2 separate regions of the Gossypium hirsutum genome follow, and region 2 is linked to region 1. A link is a contact called in public Hi-C data. All regions are on one chromosome and are shown on one strand. Each heading gives the region's core, a stretch centred on a gene start, on an enhancer-like site or on the middle of the called end of the contact. The rest is flanking DNA. Distances are from core to core; before and after follow the strand shown.

Region 1 (6,280 bases), core at 2,196-4,695:
CTCAGCATCTGGAATTACCAAGAGCGTGCCTGTAGAACTGGCTGGTATGTGCTAAAGGAAGCATTAAGTAACAAAACTATTTGCATTTTATGATTTGAAAGAACTATTATCCCACTAAGGATTATGAAACTTCTTGTATGTGCAAGCAAGTTGCCTAGATGCTAGATAGTTTACTTGTCAGTTCTGGATGGAACAGATTCGAAAGAATAACTTGATAAAGAAAAAGTAGGACGGATGCAAGAAGAGAAAAAGCTAGAATCTCGTGTTTGGAGAAGGTTAAGAGAAATGTGGAAATTTTGTTCAAGTGATAAATCGACCATATAGCGACTAACTCAGTAATTCTGAACCTATTTCCTCCTAGGTTTTATTTGGAAAAGAAATAAATAGCTAACCCTTTATTGTATCTCCTTTGGTGACTTTTCTTCCTCTCCATAACCCGAGCAAAAATGAATTCTCAAGAACCGGGCTTTTGCAATGACCCAAGGGTTATACTAATTTTGGATTTTCTTTTCTATTTCATGTAAATCAGGTGCTAAGATGTGTGGTGGGGAAAGTTACCTCCCATAGGAGGCTTTCTAAGAGTAAGAACATCCTGGGATAGCTGTAAACTTTTATGAATAAGTTTTATGGTCTCACGGGTTTTCCATCAGGCCAAAAACCTTTTCCTTGATTTCTGGGCCTTTGGACTTTTTTCCCCTTTTTTTTATTCCATATTGCATTTTAACGTAAAACTCTTGCTACTGGTTTCATACTTATTGTTGGTCAAAATAAGTTATATTATGCATACGAGCTTCTAAGTAAATATGGCTATGCTGTGAATTCTTTTTCATACTTTTCAACTTATTTATTTTTCTACCCTGAGAAGCCTTTGATAATCTGTTGCAGGCTTTTTGCCAGCATGGGAGCAACCACCATCCCAGGGGTATGAAAAGCCATTCTGATTCTACAATTGTGCAAAATATGCGAAGAAATTCTGCGTAGTATGTTTACATTAGTCACTCATTGTTGTCTGTTCCATCCTATTGCAAGTTGCTTTTGAATTTATGCTTGTATATCTCTGCTGCTGATAGGAATTTACGACATGGTGAATGCGTTTCTTTCATTTGGCTGTTGCACTACATCGGAAAGAAAGTTCATCATGTTCATTTCTAAAGTATATTTCTTCTCCTTTTTTGCTTGGATTGGATTGAGATCTAGAATGATATTCAAGTAATCTACTGAAAGTCTATGCTGCCAACTTAGTAATTTTTTAGAAGCTAGGGTGATGCTGATTGAGATAAATTTTGACTGTCACAATTTCTGATGAGCAATGGTACACTCATGGCAAGTTCTAGCATGGCCCGTTTAGCATTGTTTTTTCTTGGCTGTCCGAAACTACTTGTTGACAACAATGCTAAACAATCAACTTTTGCCTTTAAACTGACATTTCCGTTCAAACCAAACCAAAAAGCTAGATGAAGTGCTTTTGGCTTTTGGGTAACTAGTTTTGATACCCTCACTTATATGGGGTATACAGGGTGTACAATTCACCTTAAATTACAAACAGTAAATATATATTTTTTGTAATACTTATATTAGATATACATTATTTATGAAATTTTTATCAAATAGATATCATACATTTGAGTTTGGAAGTGATTTTAATATTTAAAATACAGCTTATATATTTAAATTTACAAACAAATTTTATTAATTGCTTAAAAAGTATACATTATAAGATTGATAAATTTGAACACTTGTGTATATAGATTGCGTTGTGAATCTAGAGGCAATTAGAATAAATAGACAGTACTGCACGTTCCAAAACACATATTCTGAATTTACAAGATTCCTTAAGGGGATAAAATGGTGCTCCTGAAATCTTACATAGTTGTGTTTGTATTTCATGCTATTTGTTGTTTCCATAATGTTTGTAGTGTTCCTCGTTTCTCTTTGACGGACTGAACTATCTTCCAATGCTTCACCATTCATTCCATATCTATATATAACAAACAGAAATAAGTTTATAAAAGTCTCGTTAAGATATGAAAAGAAAGCATGGCTATGAGTCATTTAAGTATATATGATGTTGGGGCTTGGAAGGAGCAAGTAATCTTTGCAAGGTGATCCTGCTGATGACTGGATCAAGAGGCCCTACAAAAGCAGTGATACGTTATATGAGGTCTGAATCTGCTCAAAATCTCTGATATTTGGTATGGTAGTTTGAGAATCATTGAATAGAGTCCAAATGAGGTCACAATTTATTAACATCATTTCTTCCATCAGCTTGAAATTGTGAGAACCATGATTCATATATAAAATAAACGAGCTCCTTTTTTTTTTTTTTGTTCTTAAAGCAAACTTCATCAATCTACTAAGCTACATGTTATTATTTGAAGCTCTCAACATACCATTTCCATGTAAGGAAGGTCTTGAATTTGAAGGTTCTGAAAAAGCTTTGAAGCTTCATCATTCACTTTCATTTTATTTTTCTTTAAAATTTTCATTTTACATTATGGTACATGATTAAGTGATAGAAGGACTTGATCGATATAATTTCAATATTAAAAGATAAGAGCATTCGTATAATAATATTCTTTAATTGAAATGAATTTTGGTTTTTCAGTTGAAGGAGTTTGCTAAAGAAATAAAAATACAGAAAACATGAAGGGTAGATGTAACTTTGCGCTTGGAATCCATGGAACGGAATATCAAAGTTTTTATACCAGTAAACGCAATATATATATATATATATATCTTTTTGCTACTTTACTCCGTGTATAATAACAAAATTCAGACATGGATGGCATCACCATTGCACTGCCAAACCTTAGAAATCTCGATTAAAAAGTAAAATAAATAATAATCGAATTATTAGAGTTGGAATCGAACGGAATTTTCAAAAAGCAATCTAGTTTAGAGGTTTAGAGGCTTGGTTTCCTTTTTTCTTTTTCTTAACTTGATGTAAATATATTGAGTCCTCTTAATTTTAAAAATAAATAGATTGGTCACTTATCAAATACAATCGTAAAAATTATATAATATTAAAAAAACCTAAAGAATTATAAAAATTTTAAAATATAAAATTTATAATCTTTAAAATTCAAAATATTATTTAAAAACTGATAAAACTTTCCAAATTTTTGAAAAAAATTACAAAATTAAAAAAAAACCAATTTATTGAAATTAATATATATAACTATATCTGAATGTGGTATTTATGGAAGAATCTCGTCCATTAATTTACTTAAGCTGTTAGTGGCAGCTACGGACACGTGGAAGAGTAATATTTAAAAAACAACTTTTTTTCATTTACACGTGCGTACATTATTTTTCTTCTCATTTTTTTCATGTTTGCTTTGTTCTCTGGTTTATTCAATCATATTTTTGGGAAACACTTATTGTTCATCCCTCTCCTTTTATATGCATAAATTTTCCATCTTGTATTTGTACTTTTATCTCTTCTTTATTGCATCTTATATACATACAAGTTTATCAAATCCAACAAATCTCAGAATAGGTTTTGGTAATGGTAGAAGTAATTGCTAAATTCACACCTAAAAAGGAAAAAGAAAATATAGAAAGGCGATGTGGGGGTTGAAAGGAAAATGAAAAAGAAAGGGGAAGGAAGGCCGAAACCTATGAGCTTGAATGCATGAAGAATGGAGGCTAAGTTGATAAATAGGATGAAGAGTAGACAAAATGATGAAGAAAGGGTGTTCGGCTTCCAATAAAGTTTGATTATTTTGAATAGAATGGTTTAAAATTTTTTTCTTAGTTAATTATTATTTACATTTTATGTTTTTTTTTTAAGTAGAGAATTGAATGAATACACATGTGCGTTTTGTCCTTTTGACTTTCAGATTTTATGAAAATTTCACGAAAATATGAAGATTGGGTAAAAAAAAAACGAAGCAAGGATGTTTGGCTCCCAAGAAAGTTTGATAATGTTGAAGAGAGAGTTTTCATTTTTTTCTTAGTTAAATCTTACTAGCTATTTAATGTTACTTTTACATGGAATATTATATATGCAATTATAAAAATGATATGGATTTTATTTATTTATTTATTTTAAATGTTCAGACGTGATTGTCGTGAAGTAATCTATTATTGTCACATAATTTTTTATAATTGCTTGAGATAAATTAATTGATGGAATAGTTCCATAGGTATCAAATTGAGGATAAAAAACTTAAATATCAAATTTAAAAATATGTATAATTCAAATACTAAATTACAAATTGAAAATATTCTAAAATCTTTCATTTTTCTTTTATTTTATTTTAAAAGAAATTTTAATATGTAAATATTTTCAAATATATGCATTCTAACTCTGAATTTAATTAAATTCTCAACAAAGGCTGACATAATCCTTTAATAGTGTTTTTTTTCTAAAGTTCCAAAGGGACATGTATACACATTCCTTAAATGCCTAGGTAATTGGCTTATATATAATTTAGTTATAACGACACCTATTAATTTTTATAAAAAACATAATTAAAACAATATTTATTATATTATATTAGTATAAAATTTAAATTGGCCAAAGTTTGTAGCACGGAAAAAACAAAAGTTTGCGGTTAGGGTTTGGTTTAGCACCGACAAGAATTTTTCATCTTTCTAAAAAGAATTCTAAAGATTTTTTATTGATTTTGAAGAGTCGGTTTAGTTGTCTATTTTTTTAAATTGAAGGCAGAGATTGAAGGAAAATATGGACGAAAAACAGGGTTTTACAATGGAAAAAGAGTTGACAGATTTAAGCCTCGAAGAAGAAGAAGAAGAAGCCTTGCAATTTGGGGTGGAATCTATTTTAAAGAAATCAGTGTATGATATATGTTTGGTAGGGTGCTATCTTACAGCAAGCGTGGTACACTTTTCAGCCATGAGGAATACTATGACTAACTTATGGCACCCGTTGGAATGAATTCAAATTTCAAAATTAGGGGAAAAACGCTATTTGTTTTAGTTCTTCCATGAAGTTGATATGGATCGTGTTTTATGGGGTTCACCGTGGACTTTTAATAATCATCTTCTTGTGTTACATCGATTGAGGAAGGGAGAAGACCCAAATTTTGTACCTTTGGTGTTTGTTGAATTTTGGGTACAAATGCATGATCTTGTGCCAGGGTTTTACTTCGAGGAACTGGCAAGGTAACTTGGGAACTTTGTTGGTAAGTTTCTAAAATATGATACAAAGCAATCAAATCAGAGTTATAAAAATTTTATGTGAATTAGGGTTCAATTAGATGTGTGAAAACCGTTAAAGAGAAGGAAAAAAAGTCATGTAAACACAATCAAGCTTTGTTTATGTGAAATTCAGATATGAAAAATTATATTTATTTTGTTTTTTATGTGATTGTTTAGGGCATGGAGATAAATTCTGTCAAAAGAGAATTGATATTGGAATGCAAGAAGTGGAGTATGGGTGGAATTTGTCTCTAAAGACTCAATCAATAAGAGCGATGACTACTCCAAGTTTATGGTTGAGGGAAAATAATAGTGAAGGTATTCGTGGGGAAACTGTAGGAACTCAAACCGCTGGTAAAAGTGGGAGGGGGATTGCAAGTTTTGATCTACGACAAAATCTAACTTTTAATTATACTTTGGGGTTTAATCTGGAAGGAATGGGGATTCATGACAAAGAGGAGGTAAGTAGTGAAGGAATGGGGAAGGTAGATATGGATGAAGATAGTGAAGAGCTACCATTAATTAACGGCGAAAGAAAAAAAAGACCAAGGCCAGATAAAAAAATACCATATATTTCTATAAACACTCTATTAGCTAAAGTGAAGAAAAAACATGAGGTAATTTACAAAAAACAAATATCGACGGCTGCCAGTAGGCAAGCCGATCAGACGCAATGCAAATATTAAGTTGGAATATCCATGGGTTGGGGAGTCCATGGGGCGTTAGGAGGCTTCGACATTTGCTGAAGCAACATAATCCTCAAGTTGTCTTTCTTATGGAGGCAAAGTTAGATGGAAGTTGAATGGATAGAGTGCGACGATAATGTGGTTTTTATAATGGTATTGATGTACCGGTTGTAGGTATGCATGGCGGGCTAAGTCTTGGGTGGAAGGGGGATCTATTGGTTAGTTTAAAGAGTTATTCTATCAATCACATTGATGTTAATATTGAAGAAAGTGGAGGTTTGCCAAAGTGGAGGTTGACAGGATTCTATGGGGCTCCAAAAGCTCGAGGAAGGAAGGGAGTATAGGATCTTTTAAAAAGGTTAAGAAGAGAGAAGATTGAACCATGGCTAGTTTGTGGGGATTTGAACGAGATTCTTTATTCTTTTGAA
Region 2 (6,280 bases), core at 2,785-5,284, 51 kb after region 1:
TTCAGTAAACTATATTTGTTTATATACGAACCAAAATCATATTCTCATTATGTGTACAACAACCTTGTATATATAATGTGTTCGATATTTGATTACCCAATTAAATTAATTCTATAATTAATTTAATTCATGCGACAACCAAACACAATATCAATTATGTTTTATTCCGTTCATTTCAACTATAGGGTGTGACCCTGGAGGTTCTTGTAACGTTAGCAGTAATGTTAGAACGATTCCAATGTTACAAACAATGAGTGGCACCTAGCAATGCACCATTACTACCTAAGTCACAAGAAATCATGATTCGACGTAACCTTTTTATGATTAATCTTTTCATGCACTAATCCTTAAGTCCTTTATCTCTAGATTGAACACAAGTCATGGAATAGCCACACTTGTATAGTCTATTCCATGTTCCTTGATATCTTAAGTAGACTATGATATACAAATAAGTATGACATCTCATATCAGCTTATTTGAGCATGGCCATGCATTTTTAGTCTCACTCAATCAAGTAGCCTAAGATATTACTCCCATTATGTAGAAGGGACTTATCCTATATCGATCAACCATATCCCTCTACATAGATTGTGGTATATCCAACATCAGCTTTTATAGAACAACCAGTTACGGTGTACGTTTGACTGTATCAAAATATACAACTCATGATGTTGGGATTATGATGATCTCAAGTCTGAGGATCATATACATATTAATCACTATGAGTAATGTTATGACAATTACATAATAATCCAAGAAACATACTCATAACGGGTTAGTCCAACATGTTGTTCTCTAACACACATATTCATGCATCGATTCTGACACTCCATATCAATGACAACTCTTTATCATCAATCAACTACATGTTAGTCTTAATGCGTTATCGTTGTCCTATCAACAATAATACTTGACTAAGGACCTTTTAAGAATAATCATATTATTCTCAGGACATTATTATAAAACATTTTATCTGTACACACAGAAAAGAAACTGAAATAATAATGGTAACGCCTTATATTAATAAACATGATAAATCAAGTATGTTATTACAACCATCTCATGATTGATCTTTGGGCATACCCTAACATGGATAACTTTCAGCGTCCCAATTTTCTAGCTTGCATCTCACCTTATCAAGCACAAAACTTAGGGTACTATTAATAACCCTATCATGAATGAAAGGTACCCCTAAGTACAAACCAAGGTTCTAAACTTCTTGAAAACCAAGCATTGAACTAATATAATTGCTCATCTCATTTTCAATTCCCTTAGAAAAGTAAATATTGTTTTTCCTTACACTAATTTTGTGTACAAAAAATTCACAAAAATGATTCAGAATTTTCTCCAGTAAACGAACTTAGTCAGGTTCTACTTTACCAAAAAAAACTAAGTCGTCTGCAAAGAATAGATGGGAAAGAGTAGAACCCATTCTTGAAAGGTGTATAAGCCTCAACCTACCAACTTCAATTTTCGATTAAATAATATGACCTAGCCATTCCATGCACATAACAAACAGATATGGCGAAGGTGGACAACCCTGATGAATCCCCTTCACCGGCTTAAACTTCTAAGTAGGAACTCTATTCCAAAGAATTTGCATGGTAGAAGAAGATATGAATGACATGATCACTTTCCAAAGGAAATCGGGAACCCCGAAAGCTTGTAAGGAAGCATCAATAAAAGCCTAATTCACTCTGTCATATGCCTTGTCTAAATCAAGTTTAATTGCCATTCTATTCTTCCCATTTCGTTTTCTTCGTATAGTGTGGATGACTTCCTAAGCTATAATAATATTATCAGAGATATTGCGCCCATCAATGAATCTGGCTTGTTCTTGAGAAATAAAGTTGGGGAATATCATCTTAAATCAGTTTGTAATCACTTTAATCACCAACTTATACAGGACAGAGCAAAGACTAATGGGTCGAAATTGGCTGAAGTTCTCAAGACAGTCTTTTTTAGAATTAAAACAATCGGAGTATTATTCAATTTTGAATCAATGGATTTGCCTACAAAAATTCCTTGCACCCACTCACAAACAGTACTATCAACGATATCCCACTGGCTCTGGAAAAAGAGTGTGTGGTATCCATCACTTTCGGGGGTTTTTAGCGGAGCCATATTGAATAAAGCCCTCTTAATCTCAACATTTGTTACTAGTTTCCCTAAGAAAGCAATATCCGAAGAACCAATGCGAGGGAAAACATCAGACGAAAGATCTCTTATGGATGCTGAGACTTCTCCATACAATCTCTCAAAAAATCCAATGCCTCAATTTGAAGTCTGCTCTGATCAAAACACCACTCTCCACTATCGAGTCGTAAGGCCATGATGTGATTAAGCTTTCCTCTTTGTATCGTGCGGCTATGAAAGAATTTTGTATTCTTGTCCCCTAAATGAAGCCAGTCACACCTCGCCTTTTGTCTCCACAATAACTTCTCATGGTTAAGCATATTTTCCAACTTATCACAGATCTCTGTTTCTTGTTGGACTAAATGATTTGAATCAGAGTGGTCTAAAGTTGCTTGGACTATAAAAATCTTCCTTATGAGATACCTCTTACGGGAACCTAGAAATCTATAAACATTCTTATTCCAATCTTTAATATACTAAGTAAAATCAGTAAGAGTGTCAGCCATATTACCCACATAGTTCCACTTATCTTTGACAAAACATGATAAGCTTGCGTGTTTAGTCCACCCTGCTAGAAACTTAAAAGGTCTTCCTCTAGCCAAATTGAGATCCAATCTTGTATCCAACAGAATGGGTCTATGGTCAAATTTCATGCACAAAAGGTGATAAATTAAATATTGAATGAAAGTTGTCATCCAAGCATTATTAGTCAATGCCCAATCTAGTCTTTCAAACGTACTTTCTCTTTGTCAAGTAAAGGAAGGACCATTGTATCTCAGATCTTGCAAATCACAAGAATAAACAAAATTACCAAAAAAAATTGCATCTCTTTCCAGTGGCACAGTAACTTTTTTATCATCAGGTGAGAGAATAGTATTGAAGTCACCCATTATTAACCACGGAGAGGAAATATGCAGTAACACAGATTTCAAACTATCCCAAAGTAGTCTTCGTTTCTTCCTATCAGGATTACCATAAACAAATGAGATAAAAATGGAATTAGTAGAAATAATATCATCAACATGAATGAGAATGAACTAAGGATGATTTTGGATAATCTGAATCTTAATGGGATCTTTCCAAACCACCCAAATGCCTCTTGAAAAGCCAACAGCTTCAACACAGTAAGAAAATTAAACCCCAATTTACCAGTAACATAATTTTCTTTTTTACTACTTATTCTCGGTTCCAACAAACATCATATATCCAGATTAAATTATACATTATATTCACGAAAAACTCAAAGAAATTTACTGCTAGCGCACCCTTGGCAGTTCCATGAAAAAAATTTTAATTTTAAATTCATAAAAAATTAAACGTTAAAAAAAATTAAAAAGAGAGATACAGTCTTCCTGTCCATGAGGATCAATTCAGGCTAGATGCTCCTTTAATCTAACAGAATCACCTAAGTTGATTTCCCCTCTGTTATTAGTCGAAATAATCTCAATCAAGTAGTTCATAGTCTCCCGTTCCCACCTCCGAGATTATCACCATTCCATTTTCCAGATTAGCGAACCACTGCCTTCTCCACAATTATTCCATTGTTCCCCTTGTCGTTAGAATCGATTTTTGAATCTTTGTTCTCCTTAAAAATCACAGTCGTGTGTTTGTTGGGGTCAAGGTTGTGGATCATCACCTCCGACGCAATACCCTTCATTCCTTCCATTGTTGAGCACGGAGCAAAATTAGATTCTAAAAAATCCCCGTCATTTCCATTAAATGGCTCAAATTCTGAATCAACAGTCTCATCATTCTTCATCGGATACTGTTTGATGATAGCAGCTTTGGGTGTCTGCTATCTTTCAAGTCCTATATAGCTTTGTTCACCTTAGAAAGAGGCATACCTTCAAGTGGGCCACATAGATCCAACCGCTCATTAGTTTCTTTTATATTCTTCCTAGACTCGCCATTTCCTGAATGATTACCATTAGCCAACCTGCTAGTCGCACCAAGCCCAACAGACAACCCACTAGCAGCTCCATTTTATCTCACCAGGCCAGCAATATTTTTAAAACCCAATTTATTAGGTGAGCCTTTGTCCACTAATTTACTTACCAGATGATCATTGCTTTGCCTTAAGGTTTCTTTTTTGGTGGTCACCATTCATTATTCCTTTCTCTTTATTACATCGACTGTCAATCACCTTAGTCTGATCACCAAAAGAAACCCTAGCATTTAGTTCCAACTCTATCAATACTTTAAACTAAAACATTCCCTTGTTCTTCGCTAGATTTTCAGCATTCAACTGCGGGAGATCCCTAGCCTTTCGCCTAGATTTCTTTTCCACTAACATCTACGACCCGTAAGTTTTGTCATTCTCCAACATCATGTTGATAGCCAAAATTTGGTGATAAACCAGTCAGCAGTGATTCATCTCCGGTGTTGTGTTCAGATGCCTTGAAGGTGCACTGTTCTTTAACATGTTCATTTCTTCCACACTGAAAGTAAACCACCAATCAAAATTCATATTCGAATTTTTGTACTTTGCTATTAATTAAAATTTTAGAAACCAGAGGCCTCTCCAAATTGATATAAACCGCCTTCCGGGCAAAACGGCCTCTTACTCTGTTATCAGTGTTCATATCCAATTTGGTAACTATCGAAATCATTTTTTAAAAATTGATGTTATTTTGAAAAATGGGATCGATTTTAAAAATGAAAAATGGGAGTCGCCACCGATTTTTTATTGAGGTGTGATCGGTTCACCATTAAAAATGATTTTGGTCTGCGAAATTTGAGAAAATAAGTTCGGGAGTCAGTTACACACGAGGAAGGGTTAGCACCCTCGTAACGCCCAAAATTGGTACCAAATTGATTGTTTAATGTCTTAGTGTCGAAACTTTGGAAAGATTTTAAAATACGATCTTTTGGTGAGAAAACTCGAATGAACTAAATTGAACGATAGGACGCACTTATTTCGAAGAAATAAATTGTCACACTCAGTGAGTTAGGGTGCTACAATTCAATCTTTGAAATTAAATTTGTCCTTTTTTTTAAAGAAAATCATGTATTTTTTTAAGGTTATTTGATTATTTAAGTCAATCGAGAAATCAGAATCCAGTAAGTTAGAGTTTAATTTTTCGAAATTCTTAAACATCAAATGTTGCCTTTATTTTAAAATCGAGATAACAAAATATCGTATCCAGTAAGTTAGGATCCAATATTTTGAAATCTTAAGAACTTTATTTTAACAATTGTATGGTTTTAATAAAATGAATACGTGATTATCTAAATTCATCGAGAAGAATTGAAGCCCGGTAAGTTAGGGCACAATTTTCTCGAGAATCGTAAATATCGAATATTTTTGACAATTAGCAAAATAAGATGATTTTTAAAAATTTAATGAAATCAGATTTTTTTTAAAAAAATAATGTGATGAGATATTAATGTACAACACGAAACAATAATTAATAAACTAAGTTTAGATTAATGATCATCAATAATTTATGAATACAAATAAACAATATAATACATGTACAAATAATAATCATATATCTCAAACCATGCAAGCATAATTATCAACATTAAAAAAAACCATAACATTAATAATTAATCTTTAAGTACCTAAAAAAACAAGAGAAGAAATGAAAATCAATGAATTACGAACATCAAAATTTAAAAGAAATATATATGAATTTGTATTAGATTCCAAATAAAGTTAATAAAACATACACTATATAAATAATAGTTTTAAGATTTACAAAAATAAAGTATGTGTATATATAAATGAATTCGAAAGAAAATATATAAATAAATCTAAAGGGAAATTTAAAGGTAATAACTAGAATAGTATGAAATCAATGAGATATATATAATAAAAATAATTTAATATAAATTATATATGTATATATATAAATAATATTGTATAAAAACATTTTTTGTATTAATCTTTAAAATAAATAAATATAAATAAAGTAAATTCCAAAATTATATCATAGAATAGGAACACCAAAGAATATATATAAAATTTAAAATATATAAAAAGGGTAATAAAGTTAAATAATACCAATATATTAAATCTCAAAATAATGATTTATAATAAATTTAAAAAAACATAATATATAATAAATTATGCTATTATTAATAATATATTATTAATCAATGTAAACTAAAGCAACCATACCGAACAATTAAAAAAAACTTA

The links. A called contact is a pair of places that touch in the nucleus more often than the background predicts.
Region 2: a Hi-C map of fibers shows a contact between it and region 1, with 2.2 times the contacts expected there. The contact joins two enhancer-like sites. A contact is called at or near these places in 6 of 34 Hi-C or Micro-C datasets (fibers, hypocotyl, leaf and 1 more).

The regions. Positions count from the first base shown.
Region 1 is chrD13:46,725,681-46,731,960 of Gossypium_hirsutum_v2.1, forward strand. It overlaps LOC107919946, which reads left to right. Exons shown (of 5, transcript XR_001690499.2): 4 at 886-980; 5 at 1,071-1,237. Among protein-coding and RNA genes, the nearest start is that of LOC107919946, 6.5 kb to the left of the region's middle. Within about 2 kb of position 3,446, at least 1 of the 9 cell types and tissues checked has an H3K27ac peak or open chromatin away from gene starts, as enhancers often do.
Region 2 is chrD13:46,776,162-46,782,441 of Gossypium_hirsutum_v2.1, forward strand. No RefSeq gene overlaps it. Among protein-coding and RNA genes, the nearest start is that of LOC107919830, 31 kb to the right of the region's middle. Within about 2 kb of position 4,035, at least 9 of the 9 cell types and tissues checked have an H3K27ac peak or open chromatin away from gene starts, as enhancers often do.